Regions from separate parts of the Mus musculus genome. Here regions 1, 2 and 3 are each linked to region 4. A link is a contact called in public promoter capture Hi-C data. All regions are on one chromosome and are shown on one strand. Each heading gives the region's core, a stretch centred on a gene start, on an enhancer-like site or on the middle of the called end of the contact. The rest is flanking DNA. Distances are from core to core; before and after follow the strand shown. Region 1 overlaps Uri1 (URI1, prefoldin-like chaperone). Region 2 overlaps Gm30771 (a long non-coding RNA gene). Region 3 has its middle 17 kb from the start of 1600014C10Rik. Region 4 holds the start of Gpatch1 (G patch domain containing 1).

Region 1 (4,006 bases), core at 153-2,652, 2.6 Mb after region 4:
GGAGGTTAGCACAGGACGCCTCTCATAGGGAGAAGGAGCAGGGTGTGCCTAGAGTCGGTGTGATGGGATAGTCTGGTTGAGAGTAGGTGATTGGAAAGAAAAGTGGTTTTTAAGTACAAAATATGTGTACAGATGATCAACAACGGCTAGAAAAACCGAGCTATTATATTTTTAGGCAGCCTTTCCAATTCAGTCCCCTGTTCTGCATTATCCATTAACTAGCATGGACCCTAGCATACCATTTTACCATTAAAGCATGTATTTCATAAAACTCTGACAGTGGCACTGCTCTAGTTACAGCTGCGACTTTTCTAGGACATAATTTCACTTTGTTTAAGCAAGAATTCATTAAAGAAGCTATAAATAACCTCTAACTATTTAGCCGTGAATAGAGGGTGGACTGGGGTTGATGGCTTATTTTAGTACTGATGCGGAATGCTTTTTAAAAGCTACATTTTAGCATGCATCAAGCTAATGATCAACACTTGCACTGTAATGGTCAACCTGAGACTGAATGTCTCTTTAAGGAGTTTGGCTACAAGTAAATATAATATAATATTTCTTTCTTTCTTTTTTTTTACTGGTAGGAAAGCATCCTTGAAGAATGAAAATGTGAGGAAGATTGAAATGTAAAACAAACAAACAAACAAACAAAAGGCCTGTGCTTTAACAAAGTGTTAAAGCATCTAGACAAACTTTTTCCCCCCAAAGAATGGTGCCAATGACAACTGTGTGTATGGGGAGAGGAGGTGCTCGTGGGACTTGAAAACTTTGAAAATCTGTGGTGTGGCCTATACACAAATCAAAGACATTTTATACACAATCTAAACCAGGAAGTTCACAACATTTTAGAAACCAAGTTTCATAAAAATTTTACTTCCAAAAAAAAAAAAGTTGTACAAAATATTCTTCTTCTAGTCAAATTTTCCCAAAGGGTTTGTGTAGCTTTTTGCCTTAAAGATTACAGTATGACATTCAAAGGAAGAATTTTTCAAAGAACCATACAGCTGTGAAACCTACAAGAAATGTAGATTTTTTTAAAGTGCCTTTAAAATGTAAAAGCAAGTAATATAATTGTTGAATCTATTTGAGATTTTAAAAGTGTCTTTAACATGGTCCATATGGAAAGCACAACATCACAGCTGGTACGAAACTGCCTGTGTTTAGTTGAAAACACACAAACAATATATGACAGGATTCTTTGAAAAGTAACTCAAAACGCTATTCCTGCATCCTAAGGCCAATTAGACAGTAGTCACAGAATTAACGAAGCCAGCAGAACATTACAGCATTCAAACATTTACTTTGACTTTCCCAATGCCACTGATAAAGGTGAGAGAGCTCTGCCCAGCCAAGCAGGACGCCGTCCCAACTCCATGGCCGAATCCGCCGCATGTCCTAAAGCGCAGCTGGAGCTGCAGGCGGAGCCCTCTAGCTTCTCTGCTGCAATCGGGCAGCTCTGAACTTTGACACCCTCTTTGTGGGTTCCTCTGATACTTCTGATGGAACTTCTTTTCGCTCTGGAATGGTGGGGAGGGCATGGTGAGCAATGGCTGAGTATGGTGCTAGGGAGGGTGATAAAAATTCTTTTTCTATTACAGTTCCAGAAAAAGCCTGTAAGACAAATGTGTATATGGTGTTAAATATAACTAAGACGCACACAAAAATCTTTACCCTTCATTTCCAAGACCTTTTTTTTTAAACTAAGGTAACAAGAATTTTGGATAATAAACATCAAAATACTAATGGTTCAAAGAAACCAGGTAATATTATTTTTCTTAAGTACACCATCAAATTCAAGGAGTTTTTTATGGTTGACACCTCCAGCTCTCTAGAAAACATCAGTGAACACAGAAGCGACACGGGCACAAGAGGCGGGCTTCTGCCCAGGCTCCCTTGCTTCCTTGCTGTCTGACAGTCAGAAGCTTCGTTTCACCAATGCTGACATCATTTCTTTGGGGGGGGAGGTTATTTATTCAAGATCTTTATTGCACTTTGCCCCCGTAAAAACTAAAAAACTAGAGGTGCTAAGACTAACGTGAATCAAAATAGCTTTAAAATTCTAGGACAATCAATCCAATGGTACAAGTCAGATGTGTCACCCAAACCAAAAAAGCTCTTTCATTGTGGCTAAGTGTTTGTGGAACTTCATCTAATCAAAGCCAACTATGTTCAACTGAAATGAGACTAAATGACATACATATCACCACAATGTCTTGATGTGTCTTTATATATCAAGAAAAATGAAGACCAGAGAGTCACTTCTTAAAAACTACCTAGTATTTGGACCGTCTCCCCTCCTCAGAACTTAAACACAAGCTGAGAACTTTGAAGTGTAAAGAGCAAGCCTGTGAGATATGCCACAGAGACACAGACACACACCTCAGACACTCCTGAGGGCAAAGGCTTCTTGGGGTGGTTCTCTTGGAGTTCGTCCAAACTGCTCCCGCCGGCCTCGGTAGCCACGGCCTCCTCAGAGCTGGTGCTCCGCAGGAGCCCCCGCCGGTCCTCCACATCGGCAGCGCTGCTCTCACTTGTGTCGCTGCACACGCTGTTCTCTCGGCTGCGAGACTTGAGGATTGACTTGCGAGGAACATATTCTCCATTCACAACATCCACGAAGACTCTACAGCATTCAAAAAACAACTCCATTTTAAGGGCTTGTAACTGTAAATTAACCTACAACTTGTTTTTGTTGAGACGTTTGTTTGAGGCAGGGTCTCATGCAACCCAAGCTCACTTTTCACCCCTGGTTCTGCCACCCCCACCTCCCAATGCTGGAATCACACGTCTCACCAATTCCATTCAGTTTCCTTGCTAAAATGTCTTCTCTAAATGTCACAGTCAGAGTACATTTACAACTACACTGAATGTACCTTATGTTACTTTTCAAAGCTGAATTTTGGACCCAATAAAATACAGCATGTTATTTATATGTCCCAGGTGAGAACAGCTTGATTTGCCAAAAAGAATTTTATACACCTACTTCAAAACACCAGGAATTTTCACCAGTTTGTAAATATGGGTAATAAAATGGTAGGCATTTCAAACTGGACAGTGTAACTGTTCCCTGCTATGACAGGTGAATACGAGACAAACTCATGACAGTTGTGACAGACAAGAATACCAGCTTCCAACTCTTCAGTGACATCTGAAGAGGACAAAGGAAGAACCACCCCACACCTCGCGTGGCCCGGGGGCTATGAGTCTCTCAGTGGGGCCTGCAGTCTTTGGGAACCTCCAAGTCAGCGAGCCTCCTGCAAACCGGGAAGGAAGGGGAGGTCTGCAGGCACTAAGACCATCACGCACCTGTAAATATCAGCAGGACTCTTGATGGCAGGCAGCTCGTGGGTAGCGTGACTGCCGGCACCACTCTTTCGTTTCCGTTTGGCTTCCTCTTTCTTCTCACTGAACTTTAAAGTGGTATTTTTCCCAGTATTTATTCGAACCTAAAATTAATTCACAAGAAGAAAAAAATCAAAAACTTTCAAAAAAAAAAAATCAAGTTCCACAGTAAAGAAATAAATCACAGTTACCATCAAGAGATTCTGTTCGAACTTTCTGGCACTGAAATTATGTACATGGTCAAGTCTGACTCTTCTGTCATTTCCACAACACTACATCTTCCTCAACAGCCGACTCCACCACCACTGACTTTACTACTGTATGCAAAGCAAAATACATTTCAACTAAAGTCCACACTAACTATAAACTTTGCCTGACCTTCATCTTACATGTATTTGCGACTTAGTCCATGTGCTGCTAGCCTGAGTCACAAGTGCAGTAGCAGATAATGCTCAACTGTGTAAACTGCTTAAATACTGCTAACCTCAGGGAGAAAATCAGACTAAGTAAAAGCTAAAGGTGCTCAGGACAGTAAGCTTCTTCTGCGACGATCCAGCATTCATGCCACTCTCTCCCTAACAGTCCTTCTAACAGTGTTTGCATGTCTAAGAAAAAGCCTTTAAAAGAAGGAAGGGAGGGAGGGAGGGAGGGAGGGAGGGAG
Region 2 (4,022 bases), core at 191-2,690, 2.8 Mb after region 4:
AGAGCGCTATATACAGGTTATAAGCAGATACTACATTATCCTCTGTAAAGGTTTAGTATCCTCAGTTTTGATAATTTTGGTGGTCTTGGAACCAAGAGGGAGAGCCAAAGACACCTTTGTCTTTTTTCCTGTCTTTCTTTTAATGAAGAGGTTTGGATTTCTCCCTACAGATAATTAATGCAATCATTTAGAAATGTTAGCTAGACTTGAGGAAAGACAAACAGGATGGCAGATCTTCTAAAAATCCAAACAGATACAGTGTGAGGCTCTTTTGGAGTCACAGACATGAGTGTAGCAGACAATGAAGGGAGGGGAGATCCTTTCTTTTCCCCCTCAAGACAAGAATTCTCAGTGTAGCCCTGGATGTCCTGGAACAAGCTCTGTAGACCAGGCTGGCCTTGAATTTAGAGATCTGGCCACCTCTGTTTCCCGAATGCTCCCTGGTTAGGAAGGGAGATTACAAGGCATTTAAATTTCAGTCATCAAGACTAATTGTCTTTGTCTGAGGCCTAACCTCCTGAGAAGGTGGATTGCAGTGCTAAGCACTGCAGAAATGGGGTGTGACACAAAGTTCAGAGAAAAAAGGGGCTCACTCCATATATGTTGGCTTAAAAGGGTTTGTGATACATCTAGGAGGAAGTCTGCTAGTGGTGAGGGATAAAGCACGATCTCGGAGTCTGCTTAGGGTTTACGGAAGCTGGGTTTGACTGTAAATATCAGCTATTTGGGACGCTGAGGCAGAAGGATCACAAATTCTAGGCCAGCCTGGGCCTAACAGAGGTACTTCAGGGCTAGCCTGGGTCTACGAAGAGACTTCAAGGCAGGCCTGGGCAAACTTGGTTTCTAAAAAGAAAAAGTAAAAATGGCAGCAGGCAGGCAGGCACGGTACTGAAGCAATTTTCCACTTGTGTCATCATGTAGGTGCTGAAATTCTTTGGACCCAGTGGGGTGGCGGTACGGTACAAGGACAGTTCGCTTCAGGGCTAGGTTCAATCCCTAGTATGAGAGAGAAAGAAGAGGGTGGGAAGTAACGGAGGAGAGAGATGGAAGAGAGGGAGAGAGGAAAAAGAGAAGGTGTAATGAGCTTCAATGGTATGACTGGTAAGGTATCAAAGACAAACAGGATGCCACAACAGGCCTGCACCGAACCAATCCAGAAGAAAGGGAGAAATAGCAGGAGGGCAAGGGAAGAGAATCCTGGAGAGCCCGTCTTTGCCCAAAACGCAGTGAAATGTGGGCGTCAATGTGTCCTTCTTAGTTCTACCTGGTTCAGCCTACACAGGGGCAGGACTAGGAACGTGGCGAAAGCAGGTCTGAAAGCTGTACAGCTTGGTGTGCCTGCGCATGCGCCGGACCCCAGCGCCACCGCCCAGCTCTCTTCAGCCCCGCCCACGCGACGCCCTGCCTAGAGCCTGCGCTCACACTTGGCCCCGCCCGTGACCGTCCAGTCCCGCCCCCCTCGCGGTGCGCGAGGAAGCCACGAGGAGGCCCAAAGTCCCGCCTACCCAGAGATCCACCTACGCTTTGGCTCTGTTACAGAGGCGCTTTGCGTTAGCTCGACGCCGCGCAGCCGCAGAGGACATGGGGCGGGGACAGGGGCGGGGTCGGATCGGAGGCGGAGGCTGGGTGGGCGGGCCCTGGAGTCACGTGTGTAAACACGCCGCACGTGGAGCTCAGCCTGAGCCAGAAGGGCGGGGCTGCGGGTTCCGAAGGAGGAGGCGGGTAAGGTGCGCGCGCGCGCGCGCATGGAGGTCTTGGGCGGCGCGGGACTGGGGCGGCCTGGTTCTGTCCCCAACTTCAGTTTCTTTATCCCGCTGCATTGGTGAGAGCTGTGACCAAGGCAGGCCCAGCCCTAGGGGACGAAACCCCCCTACATAATAACCCCACTACGTGCGCGCTCTCCCATTTCACAGATGAAGTAAAGAAACTTGCTCCAAGCCACGTGGCTGGAAAGTGGCGCCACCAAGATCTGCCCTGGACAGCAGGGCTCCTGGGCCTTGCTTTGTGGCTTGCGTGGCAAGAGGTTCTGGGCTCCGACTCCTACGTTCTGCCCTTGCCCTAAGGGCTACATTTGGTCTGGCTAACATGGCGAGGCCTATTGCTCCGTGCACAATGAGGTGACAGGGGTGCCTGCTCCCCCAGCTAGCAGTCTAGAGACGGGCGCAGGCCAAACCGTCGACCATGGTTTCCGTCTGGGTGTGGCTGGAACACTGCGGTGGGGTCCGGACACCTGAGCCTGCATCACTGCTCCTTACACAGCTCCTCCTCCATTTCTTTGCCCCTTTCTTCTCCCCGAGCCGCACAGAGCCCCTTTCAGAGGCGACGCCCAGTGCAGCGGGTTCCTACCCTTCTGCCCCAAAGGGCCTCCTTTCCTCTCCTCCTCGTCCTCCTCCTCTCCCATCTGTGCCGCGTGACCGGGGGGAGGCGCCGTACCGGGCGCAGTCCAGGCGTGGGGCCCAGCCAAGCTGTCATCCCGGACTGGCGGGCCCGAGGAGGCCTAAAAGGGGGGACCCGAGTGCTTGGGACTGGTAGGAAGCGTGCTCCAGGCAGAAAGGCTGAGCTGCCAGCAGTCCCGGAGAGGAATGCGCGCCCTCTTCAGGCTTAAGCGGCTAGGTCCTGCGGCCCTGAAAACCCATACCTGGGCCCCTCCCAATTTTGGGTTTGAGGGTTCAGGAGCTTGTTAATGGGACATTCCATTAATCTAAGGCTAAGGCTCCGAGGCAGCTCAATGTAGCTGTAGGCCCTGAAGCCAGGCTCAGTGTCTGACCTTGGGCAAATTGCTGAGCCTCCGTTTTGTTCAGTTTCTCCAGATTCATTTACCAACATTCCAGCCTCAATATGTCCCTCTGAGATGATGCTTTTGTTTTTAATCTCCCCATGCCCTCTAACTAGTGCCCTTGCACATTCAACCACGTGTGTTGTGCCCGTGCTTCCCAGAACAGCCATGGGGTTTTGGGCTCACTCCGTGTGGTTTGCTCCGTGGTGCACAAAGGCTTTCTGTAGAGAATTTGGAGTTTTGGCTAGGGAAGACCCTCCTTCGGACTGCCTCTTTACTCTGAGTGAAGTTGAGGAAAAGGTATATGGAAGCCAAAACACTGGGAGCCCTAGGACACAGCGGAAAGGAAGAATTAACAGAACCCTGCTGAGTTGTGCCCAACCCCGAGGCTATGGGGGTAGGCCTGCTTCTCCAAGCCAGTCACTGAAACTGCGTAATGGAGCTAGCAACTTCTGGGGAGTGGGTGACCATGGCTTCCCAGTTACAGCTAGAGTCCTGCTGTGAAATGCAGGATGCCGCTGTTCAGCAGCTCACCTCTGTTGTTGTTCAGGCCTTAACCAGGTTCTGTGCTATTTCTGTATCTGCTGCTTTTGCCAGACCACTGACAGCCGCCCCCTCCCTCCCTTCAACCCCCACCCCCCACCTCAACCCCCACCCCCACCCCCACCCCCTGCTTCTGTGGTGTCAGGTAGTTCCGATGATGAGTTCTGCCCCAGGGACTGATTCATGCCACATGCCTGTCCTGCCCTAGCTCCACATTCCTTGACCACTGTGATTAAGGACCATTCATTCAGCTTGATACTCTGAGAGGGAAGTTCTGGCCGGCAGGAATGTCAGCCTAAAAGATACTGGAAAATAGCAAGTGGAGAATGAAGTCAGCACAGAACCAAGCCAAGCTGGGCAAGATGGACGCCTCTGAACACCCAGATGGAGCCCTTCCTGAAACTAGATAGCATTGTGGCTTGGCTATGTCTCTGGATTCATAAACTTCTTACTTCTTCTGACCGTTGTTACTCTAATTTAATCTCCTCTGACTTTTTAGGGGACCCAAAACCTTAGCTACCACTTCTGAATGAAATGTGGGGCTTCAGGTCACGTGGCCCACCAGACTTGAGTCTCCCATGGTGTGTAGGGCTTTTGCCTGCTCTGACTTTTGGCCATCTCTTGACCCATGGTGACCTTGAGAGATGCTCTCTGGGCTTTTCTCCAGCTCTTAACTATAACCCTAGGGCTTAGAATCTCTGTC
Region 3 (3,752 bases), core at 309-2,808, 2.9 Mb after region 4:
TGGGGTAACACATTCACAAAGGAACTCACACAATATGTACTCACTGATAAGTGGATATTAGCCCAAAACCTAGGATACCCAAGATATAGGATACAATTTGCTAAACACATGAAACTCAAGAAGAATGAAGACTGAAGTGTGGACACTATGCCCCTCCTTAGAATTGGGAACAAAACACCCATGGAAGGAGTTACAGAGACAAAGTTTAGAGCTGAGACGAAAGGATGGACCATGTAGAGACTGCCATATCCAGGGATCCACCCCATAATCAGCTTCCAAACGCTGACACCATTGCATACACTAGCAAGATTTTATAGAAAGGACCCAGAGGTAGCTGTCTCTGTGAGACTATGCCGGGGCCTAGCAAACACAGAGTGGATGCTCACAGTCAGCTATTGGATGGATCACAGGGCCCCCAATGGAGGAGCTAGAGAAAGTACCCAAGGAGCTAAAGGGATCTGCAACCCTATAGGTGGAACAACATTATGAACTAACCAGTACCCCGGAGCTCTTGACTCTAGCTGCATATGTATCAAAAGATGGCCTAGTCGGCCATCACTGGAAAGAGAGGCCCATTGGACTTGCAAACTTTATATGCCCCAGTACAGGGGAACGCCAGGGCAAAAAAGGGGGGGGTGTGGGTGGGTAGGGGAGTGGGGGGGGGGAGGGTATGGGGGACTTTTGGGATAGCATTGGAAATGTAATTGAGGAAAATATGTAATAAAAAGATATATATATATAAAAAAAGGGGGAGCCAGGATGTGACCAGTAAGAGGAAGCAGTCTGGATTCGCTCGGAACCAGCCACTGTAGATGGTTTCGTCCTGGGGTTAGCTCTGGGGGGTTGGCCTTGGCTTAACGGGTTTGATTTTGTTTAGATTGGAGTTATTTTTGAGATAGGGTTTCATTGTGTAGTTAAAGGCTTGTCTCGAACTACTATCCTTCTGCTTCGGCCACCTATGTTCTAAGATTACAGGCATGCCCACCTTCAACTCTGTATTTTAGAACAATTCTTAGAAACTATTCATCTCCTTTTATTTGTAACTGATTTTTCTTGCTGAAAACTTAGAAAAGTCCAGAGAACTGTACTCCGTCTGCCTCTGTAGCATGCACCACCAACTTCATATTTCTTTTTAAAATGTATGTATGTATTTGTGTGTGTGTGGGTGTTAGGCTTACATGTATGTCAGTGTACTACAGGTGTGCCTAATGTCCACATGGGCGGGAAGAGGGCGTCAGATCCCCTGGAACTGGATTTACAGCCAGGTGTGAACCACCATGTGTCTTCAGTCCTTGAGGCTGGAGAGATATAGCCCAGTGGTTAATTCCCAGCAACCATATGGTGGCTCACAACCATCTGTAAAAGGATCTGATGCCCTCTTCTACTGTGTCTGGAAACAGTTGCAGTGTACACATATAATTAAAATAAATCTTAAAAAAAAAAGAAAAATTATTCTAAACTTCTTGGAAACCCTGGCAATGGTTACACAATATCCTTTATACTACAGCATTTGGGATTGTGCAAGGGTGGCCTTTTAGGCAAGTTCCTGTCATCCAAGCGCTGCAGGAACAAGCTTGTGTATCTTCGAAATTTGGATTGTGATAGAATCTTTGGACTATGACAGATACCTCCAGAGCGAAATAGCTGGATTTAAAAGTATGTGTTGTTCAATCAAAATCTCTCATGAATTTACCCTCCAAGTTTTGGCGTGCTGGTCTCGTGTCCTCTCTATTAAACTCTGCTGTTTAATCTAGGTCCAGGCCTCCCTGAGAAGGGACTCCCTACAGGGCTGTGTCTCCACTAGTAGCTGGTAGCAGCAGGTGGCAGGGCACACACGGTGGTGTGACACACACCTGCTCCCGCTGGGAAGGAAGCAGAGGGGAGTAAGCTAAGACCGGGACCCGGTAATTATAAAAAAGCAGCCATCTGCTCCGAGGCCGGTTATTAACCTGCGTCGGGTGCTGACGTGACAGCGCCAGCGAGATTTTTTTTTTCCCCCACAGGCAGATGGTGTATTTTCAGCCAGATTTGACTTTGACTCTGTGTTTGGAGATGCAGCCGGGGCCTGGAAGGAAGGGGGCGGGAGGGCTGCAGGGCGAAGGAACTATGACTAAGGATGCAGGGCAGAGGTCCCATAGCCAAGGATGTAGGAGTAAGACCCCATGGCCAAGGAAGGATGCAGGAGGCTAGGGCTGGAGGCGACCATTCAGCGACGATTATGAGGCGCCATCTAGCGGCGAACTGCGCACTCGCTGTTCTGCTCTGCAGCTCGGGCCGCAGCGCCCTCTACTGATCAGCATGCAAAGCCCAGGATGCCGCCACAGCGGGGGTTTGGTTTATGAGCTAGGGTGCAAAGGGTTTGAGCACTTCCTGAGGTTTTAAGACGCCATGAGTAGAAAGAACATAGGCTGGATCTCCTGCTGCAGCCTTTTTTTTTTTTTTTTCCATACAAAACTGGATGTTTCTTCATTCCGAGCAATCAACATATGGTAATTAAGAAATACCAGGATTCATCTCATTCTGGGTCTGTCTGGTGTCTACAGTTTGTTGGGAGGGAGGAGATAAGTGGCTTCATTAGCCGGGAAAGGCTTCGGAGGCCATTAAGATAATGGTGGCTTAGAAGGCTGAGTTCTGCCCTGGCTAGCTGAATCACAGCCTTGGGGTTAGTTCTGGCTATCCCAGTCTTGGCAGATGAAGGGTTTCCACCAAGGGTGTTTTTCTGTTGTTGATGTGATAGCCATTCACTTTATTATTTTAGACTTTTAAATTTTTTATCAAGGTTTTAAGACTTTATTTTTTATGTGCATTAGTATTTTGCTCACATTGCATGTCTGATTCTTGTGCATTCTGGAACTGGAGTTATGCACGGTTATAAGTCGCCCTGTGGGTGCTAGAAATTGAACCTAGATCCTTTGTAAAAAAAAACAACTGCTGAGCCATCTCTCCAGCTGCCTTAATTTTTACTTAAAAACAGAAAATTAGATTTAGTTTTTTTGGGAGTGGTGGCAATGATTTCTGAATTTGAAGCCAGCCTGGTCTACATTAGCAAATTCCAGGCCAGCCAGGGATATATGATAAGGTCCTGTAACAAATGTAATAATACAATATAACATCAATGTACATATTTAAAGTTTTATTTTAGTTTTTATTTATTTATGTCTGTGCACGTAAGTACAGGTGCCCTCAGGAAGGCCAGATGAGAGGGGGTCAAATGGAGCTGGAGTTACAGATGGTTTGAGCTACCATTTGGGTGCTAAGAATTGAACCTGGGTCTTCTGGAGGAGCAGCCAGTGCTCTTTAATCTCAGTGGGATTTCTCCAGCCCCGTGACAGACTGACTGAGACAGGGTCTCATTATGTAATCCTGGTTGTCTTGGAGCTCATTATGTAATCCAAGCTGGCCTTGAACTCTCAACAGTACCCCTTCCTCTGCCTCCGATATGCTGGGACTAACAGCGTGGACTACCATTCCCAGCATAATTGCACTCTTTGAAAAAGAGTAGTAGCCGGGTGTGGTGGCACACGCCTTTAATCCCAGCACTTGGGAGGCAGAGGCAGGCGGATTTCTGAGTTTGAGGCCAGCTTGGTCTACAGAGTGAGTTCCAGGACAGCCAGGGCTATACAGAGAAACCCTGCCTCGAAAAAAAAAAAGAAAAAGAAAAGAAAAAGAGTACTGAGTGTTGAGTCTCAATGGGCAAAGGCGCTTGCGGCTATGACCTGTGTTTGATCTCTGGAAGCCACAGGGTAGAAAGA
Region 4 (4,237 bases), core at 1,238-3,737:
AGAAGAAGAGGAGGAGGAGGAGGAGGAGGAGGAGGAGGAGGAGATTCTCTGTGAGAAGTAGGTCAAGGAGACACCATGGGGACACACCTAGAGATGAGAAAGCCAGACCAATACTAAAGTGCAAGGATCGAATGGGTTTTGGCTGGGACATAGCCAGATTAGTTTAGAAGAATAGAGTAGATTAATTACTCCTCAACTATTATGCTGTAAAGCTTGGTCAAATAAACCTCTGTCTCATTTATTTGGGAGCTAGCTGGGATAGAGAAAAATTATCACATAAAAATGCATGAACACAGATATCTTTGAGGAAACACAAGGGCAACCTTCAAACATACAAGAACTTGCACAGAGACTCACCTATCTTTCCCTTTGGTCGTCAGAGGTTAGGGTTAGGATCTGGCAAACATTTCTTTCTTTTTTTTTTTAAGATTTATTTATTATTATACATAAGTACACTGTAGCTGTAGTCAGATGCACCAGAGAAGGGGTCAGATCTCATTATGGGTGGTTGTGAACCACCATGTGGTTGCTAGGATTTGAACTCAGGACCTTTGGAAGAGCAGTCAGTGCCCTTACCCGCTGAGCCATCTCACCAGCCCCCCCCTGGCAAACATTTCTAATGATTAGAACTGCTTGGGCTGGGGATATAGCTCAGTTGTGGAATGCTTGCCTAACAAGCACAGCTGCCTGAGTTTCACCCTCAACACCACACACACGGGGCAGGTAGCACACACAGGCCTGGGGTCCCAGCACTTGGGAGGCAGAAACAGGAGGACCAGAAGTTCAAAGTCCGTCTTCACCACACAAAAGTTTGAGGCTAGCTTGTGCTGCATGTGACTCTGTCACAGAGGAGCTGTCTAAGACATATGTGATATGTGATGTGCAAAGCTGTAATCCCAGGACTGGGAAGGCTAAGAAAGGAGCATAGTCCTGAGTTTAAAGCTAGCCTGGTCTACATATTTGATAAATAGAAGGCCAGCTTGGACTATATAGAAAGACCCTATCTTATACCCACTCCTGCCAAAAAATAAAAATAAAATAAATTTTAAAAAGGCAGTAAGAGCTAAATACCTAATAAAAAATGGAACAAAACAAAACAAAAAAAAAAAAAAGGCAGTAAGAGTCTCAGTGAAAATGTCTCAGAGGTATAGCCAACAGGTCAGGATGGGAAGCAGGAGGCGGCAGTGGGGGGAAGCCTCACCAACAAAAGTCTACAGGTAACTTCTGGTCCACCACTGTGACTCCTCTATCTTCCCCACAATGTTAGCACTCCCATCAGCGGTATGGACACCCAGTAGATAAACCTAGTCATTAAGTGAAACAGACCGGAAACGCCACAGAGCCTTGCTTCATCTTACCTTCACCCCTGTATTTCTGTATTTCACGAGCAACTCCAGTCAACACCGGTCAAGTCTGCTCCATGCAAAACCTACTCAACAGCTGTTGCTGCTAACTCTCCAGTCCACACAACCACAGTCTCCCTGCTTCATTCCTGCCCACCCCCCAAGGAAACTACTCTCAAAATTAAAGCAAACATAATGTTAAAACATGCATCCTGCCAGGCATGGCACTACACACCTTTAACACCAGCACCTGAGAGGCAGAGGCTGCTAAAATACTGTGAGTCCAGCCAAGTGGAGCTAGCAAGGCCCTGTTCCCCCCCCCCCAAAAAAAAAGTAAAAGGGAAGAAATGCATTTCTCTTTGTGTAAACTGAACCAATACCCGTAGTATAAGAGCCAAACTCCTGGCTGGGTGTGACGGCACACAGCTGCAAACCAAGCACATGTTACACAAGAATAGGAGGATCAAGAGTTCAAGTCCAGTCTGGGCTATAAAGTGGGGTTTGATGTCAGCATGGGTTACATGAGACCCTGTCAGAAAAAGGAAAGATTCCAATTCTTGGGGTTGGATATGTAGCTCAGTTGTAACACACTAGCCTAGAATGCACGAGGTTCCCTCCTCAGGGACACACACACTCCAGATTCCTTACCATGGCAAGGGCCACCCACACGAATCCTGACTATCCCTAGACTGCTAAGCTGTCTGCCACTTTAAGGGATTTCCTATCTCAAGTGTTTCTCCCCAGATTTTCCAGGTCTGGTTTCTTTTACTTTCAAGGACGGGTGCAAACGTTGCCTCGGGACAAGAGACTGACTGACCGCCCTCCATCATACCCATGTTGCCTAGTCATTCCTGCATCTCCCAGCCCTCCGCGTCCTTCTCTGCCCCCCGAGAACGCGGCGCCCAAGTGCAGTGCACAAGCCTCTCCAGCGTGTTCCCTGTGCCCACAGCGAGCGAGCCCAGACCCAGGACGAGATGTCGCTGTCGCCCACGTGCTGGACTCTCAGCCTGCGCCCTTCAGACACCGCCGGCCATCGGACCCGCACCTTCGTCCAGAGGCTCCAGGCCCGTTCCATAGCTGATCAGATCCTCGTCGCTGTCACTGTCCAGCGCCGCCATCCTGCTCCTTCCGGGCTCCGCCCCCTCGCTACGGGAGCCTCTATAGGCCAAAAACATTCAGTTTCGCTTCTGTGAACTGGAGCATTCTATAAAGACTTGTTTGAGGGGGAAATGTCACCTCCTCCTCGCAAATCATAGTCCTATGCAAGTCCGACTGCAGATAAGATTTGTATCTGTGCCGGGAAGTGATAGCGCACGCCTTTAATCCTAACAGTCAGGAGGCAGAGGCAGGAGAATCTCTGAGTTCGAGGCCAGCTTGGTCTACAAAGAAAGTTTCAGGACAATGAAAGCTACACAAAAAAACCCTGTCTCGTCTCGAGAAAAAAAAAAAAAGAAGAAGAAGAAAACGAAAACAAACAAACAACAAAAACAATATTGGTCTCTGTACACCCCATCCTGGCTCTGCCATGCGCCTGAGTACTGGAAGGACACAGCGATAAGATGCTGGAAACCAAATATTCGGACGCAGGGCAGAGTCTCTGTAATTCCGTACAGCCAGTCCTGCGACTGGCTCCTTCGCCCCTGCTTAATTGCCTCAGCCAGCAATAAGTGCCAACCCGATCTTCCACCGGTCCCAACCAGCTTCCGGAAAAGTGCTTGCCCAGTGGCCACTGTCTGGCCCTCTACACCGGAAATGGGAAGGAACCAACAGGCAGATGTGTCTTTAGTGCACATCGTATGAATCGGGCCACACACACACTCACACACAATATACTTGTCATCTTTATATTTGCAAAAGTGAGGCCCCCTCCTAGACTTTTGGAAGGATTTGCCGACCCTGAGAATATCAGAACCCTGCACGCTAAGGAAATTGGTGAAAGACAAGAAACAAGATATCAAGCATGGATAGAGAGCTGGACATCAGCCTAAACTACACAATGAGACACTATAATAAATAATCAAATAATTAGAAAAGAGAGAGAGAAGCAGACCAAGTGGGCTAAGAATGAGAGGTCCTTCAGAAAATCTAAGGTACAGACATCTGCCAATGGGCGCTGTTATCTCACTTCACAAGCTTGGCCAAGACGTGGGGGGGCGGGGGGGGGTGTGATTCAGCCTGGCTTGGTGACTCACACTTTTAATCTCAGCACTCAAGAGGCAGAGGCAGAGGCAGAGGCAGAGGCAGAGGCAGAGGCAGAGGCAGAGGCAGAGGCAGAGGCAGAGGCAGAGGCAGAGGCAGAGGCAGAGGCAGAGGAGGCAGAGGAGGCAGAGGCAGAGACAGAGGAGGCAGAGGAGGCAGAGGAGGCAGAGGCAGGGGGATTTCTATGAGTTTAATGTCAGCCTAGTTGTCTAAGTGAGTCCAGGGCTGCCAGGCCTCTGTTACATAGAGAAAGTGTCTCGAAAGCAAATAAACAAACAAACAGATGGTTGTGAACCACTGGGAATTGAACTCAGGAAGAGCAGTCAGTGCTCTTAATCACTGAGCCATCGCTCCAGCCCCTTCCTTTAATTTTTGAGAAGCTCATAACAATGCAACAAAGCAGCAATGCCCGCTGATCATAGCCACTCCCAATGAAGCCTTTCTTACCGCCCTTGTTGGCTTACAGACAACTCTATGTCCCTCCCAACAGTGACCTAGCAATAGCTTGCTGTCAAGGACTACTCCCTACCCACACCCCTCCTCTCTCTCTCAATCTCAATCTCTCTCTCTCCCTACCCCCATTCCTACCCCCGTTTTTTCCTCCTTTTCTCTCTCTCCCTTTCCTCACCAATGTTCCCACATGGCCTCTCTGTCCTCTATCCCAGCTTTCTCTGTCCTTGTGGCTCCATCTGCCT

Evidence for each region. Promoter capture Hi-C pulls out the DNA fragments that hold promoters and counts their contacts.
Region 1: a contact with region 4 is called in a promoter capture Hi-C map of liver, with 3 times the contacts expected there. The contact joins the enhancer-like site here to the promoter of Gpatch1 in region 4. A contact is called at or near these places in 6 of 39 promoter capture datasets (the 3T3-L1 cell line, the C10 cell line, cranial neural crest and 2 more).
Region 2: a promoter capture Hi-C map of embryonic stem cells shows a contact between it and region 4, with 5 times the contacts expected there. The contact joins the enhancer-like site here to the promoter of Gpatch1 in region 4. A contact is called at or near these places in 5 of 39 promoter capture datasets (the 3T3-L1 cell line, embryonic stem cells, hippocampal neurons and 2 more).
Region 3: a promoter capture Hi-C map of liver shows a contact between it and region 4, with 3 times the contacts expected there. The contact joins the enhancer-like site here to the promoter of Gpatch1 in region 4. A contact is called at or near these places in 3 of 39 promoter capture datasets (frontonasal cranial neural crest, hippocampal neurons and liver) and 1 of 115 datasets of contacts at active chromatin or transcription factors (astrocytes).

What each region holds. Positions count from the first base shown.
Region 1 is chr7:37,960,084-37,964,089 of GRCm38.p6, forward strand. It overlaps Uri1 (URI1, prefoldin-like chaperone), which reads right to left. Exons shown (of 11, transcript NM_011274.5): 9 at 3,310-3,449; 10 at 2,383-2,626; 11 at 1-1,614. The coding sequence ends at 1,432. Among named protein-coding and RNA genes, the nearest start is that of Uri1, 57 kb to the right of the region's middle. Within about 2 kb of position 1,403, at least 9 of the 459 cell types and tissues checked have an H3K27ac peak or open chromatin away from gene starts, as enhancers often do. A contact at or near this core is called in liver, where this site is marked.
Region 2 is chr7:38,083,556-38,087,577 of GRCm38.p6, forward strand. All of the region lies in intron 3 of Gm30771 (a long non-coding RNA gene), which reads left to right. Among named protein-coding and RNA genes, the nearest start is that of Ccne1, 22 kb to the right of the region's middle. Within about 2 kb of position 1,441, at least 164 of the 459 cell types and tissues checked have an H3K27ac peak or open chromatin away from gene starts, as enhancers often do. A contact at or near this core is called in embryonic stem cells and hippocampal neurons, where this site is marked.
Region 3 is chr7:38,198,878-38,202,629 of GRCm38.p6, forward strand. No RefSeq gene overlaps it. Among named protein-coding and RNA genes, the nearest start is that of 1600014C10Rik, 17 kb to the left of the region's middle. Within about 2 kb of position 1,559, at least 101 of the 459 cell types and tissues checked have an H3K27ac peak or open chromatin away from gene starts, as enhancers often do. A contact at or near this core is called in hippocampal neurons and liver, where this site is marked.
Region 4 is chr7:35,315,953-35,320,189 of GRCm38.p6, forward strand. It overlaps Gpatch1 (G patch domain containing 1), which reads right to left and starts at 2,488. Exons shown (of 20, transcript NM_026181.1): 1 at 2,389-2,488. The coding sequence starts at 2,461.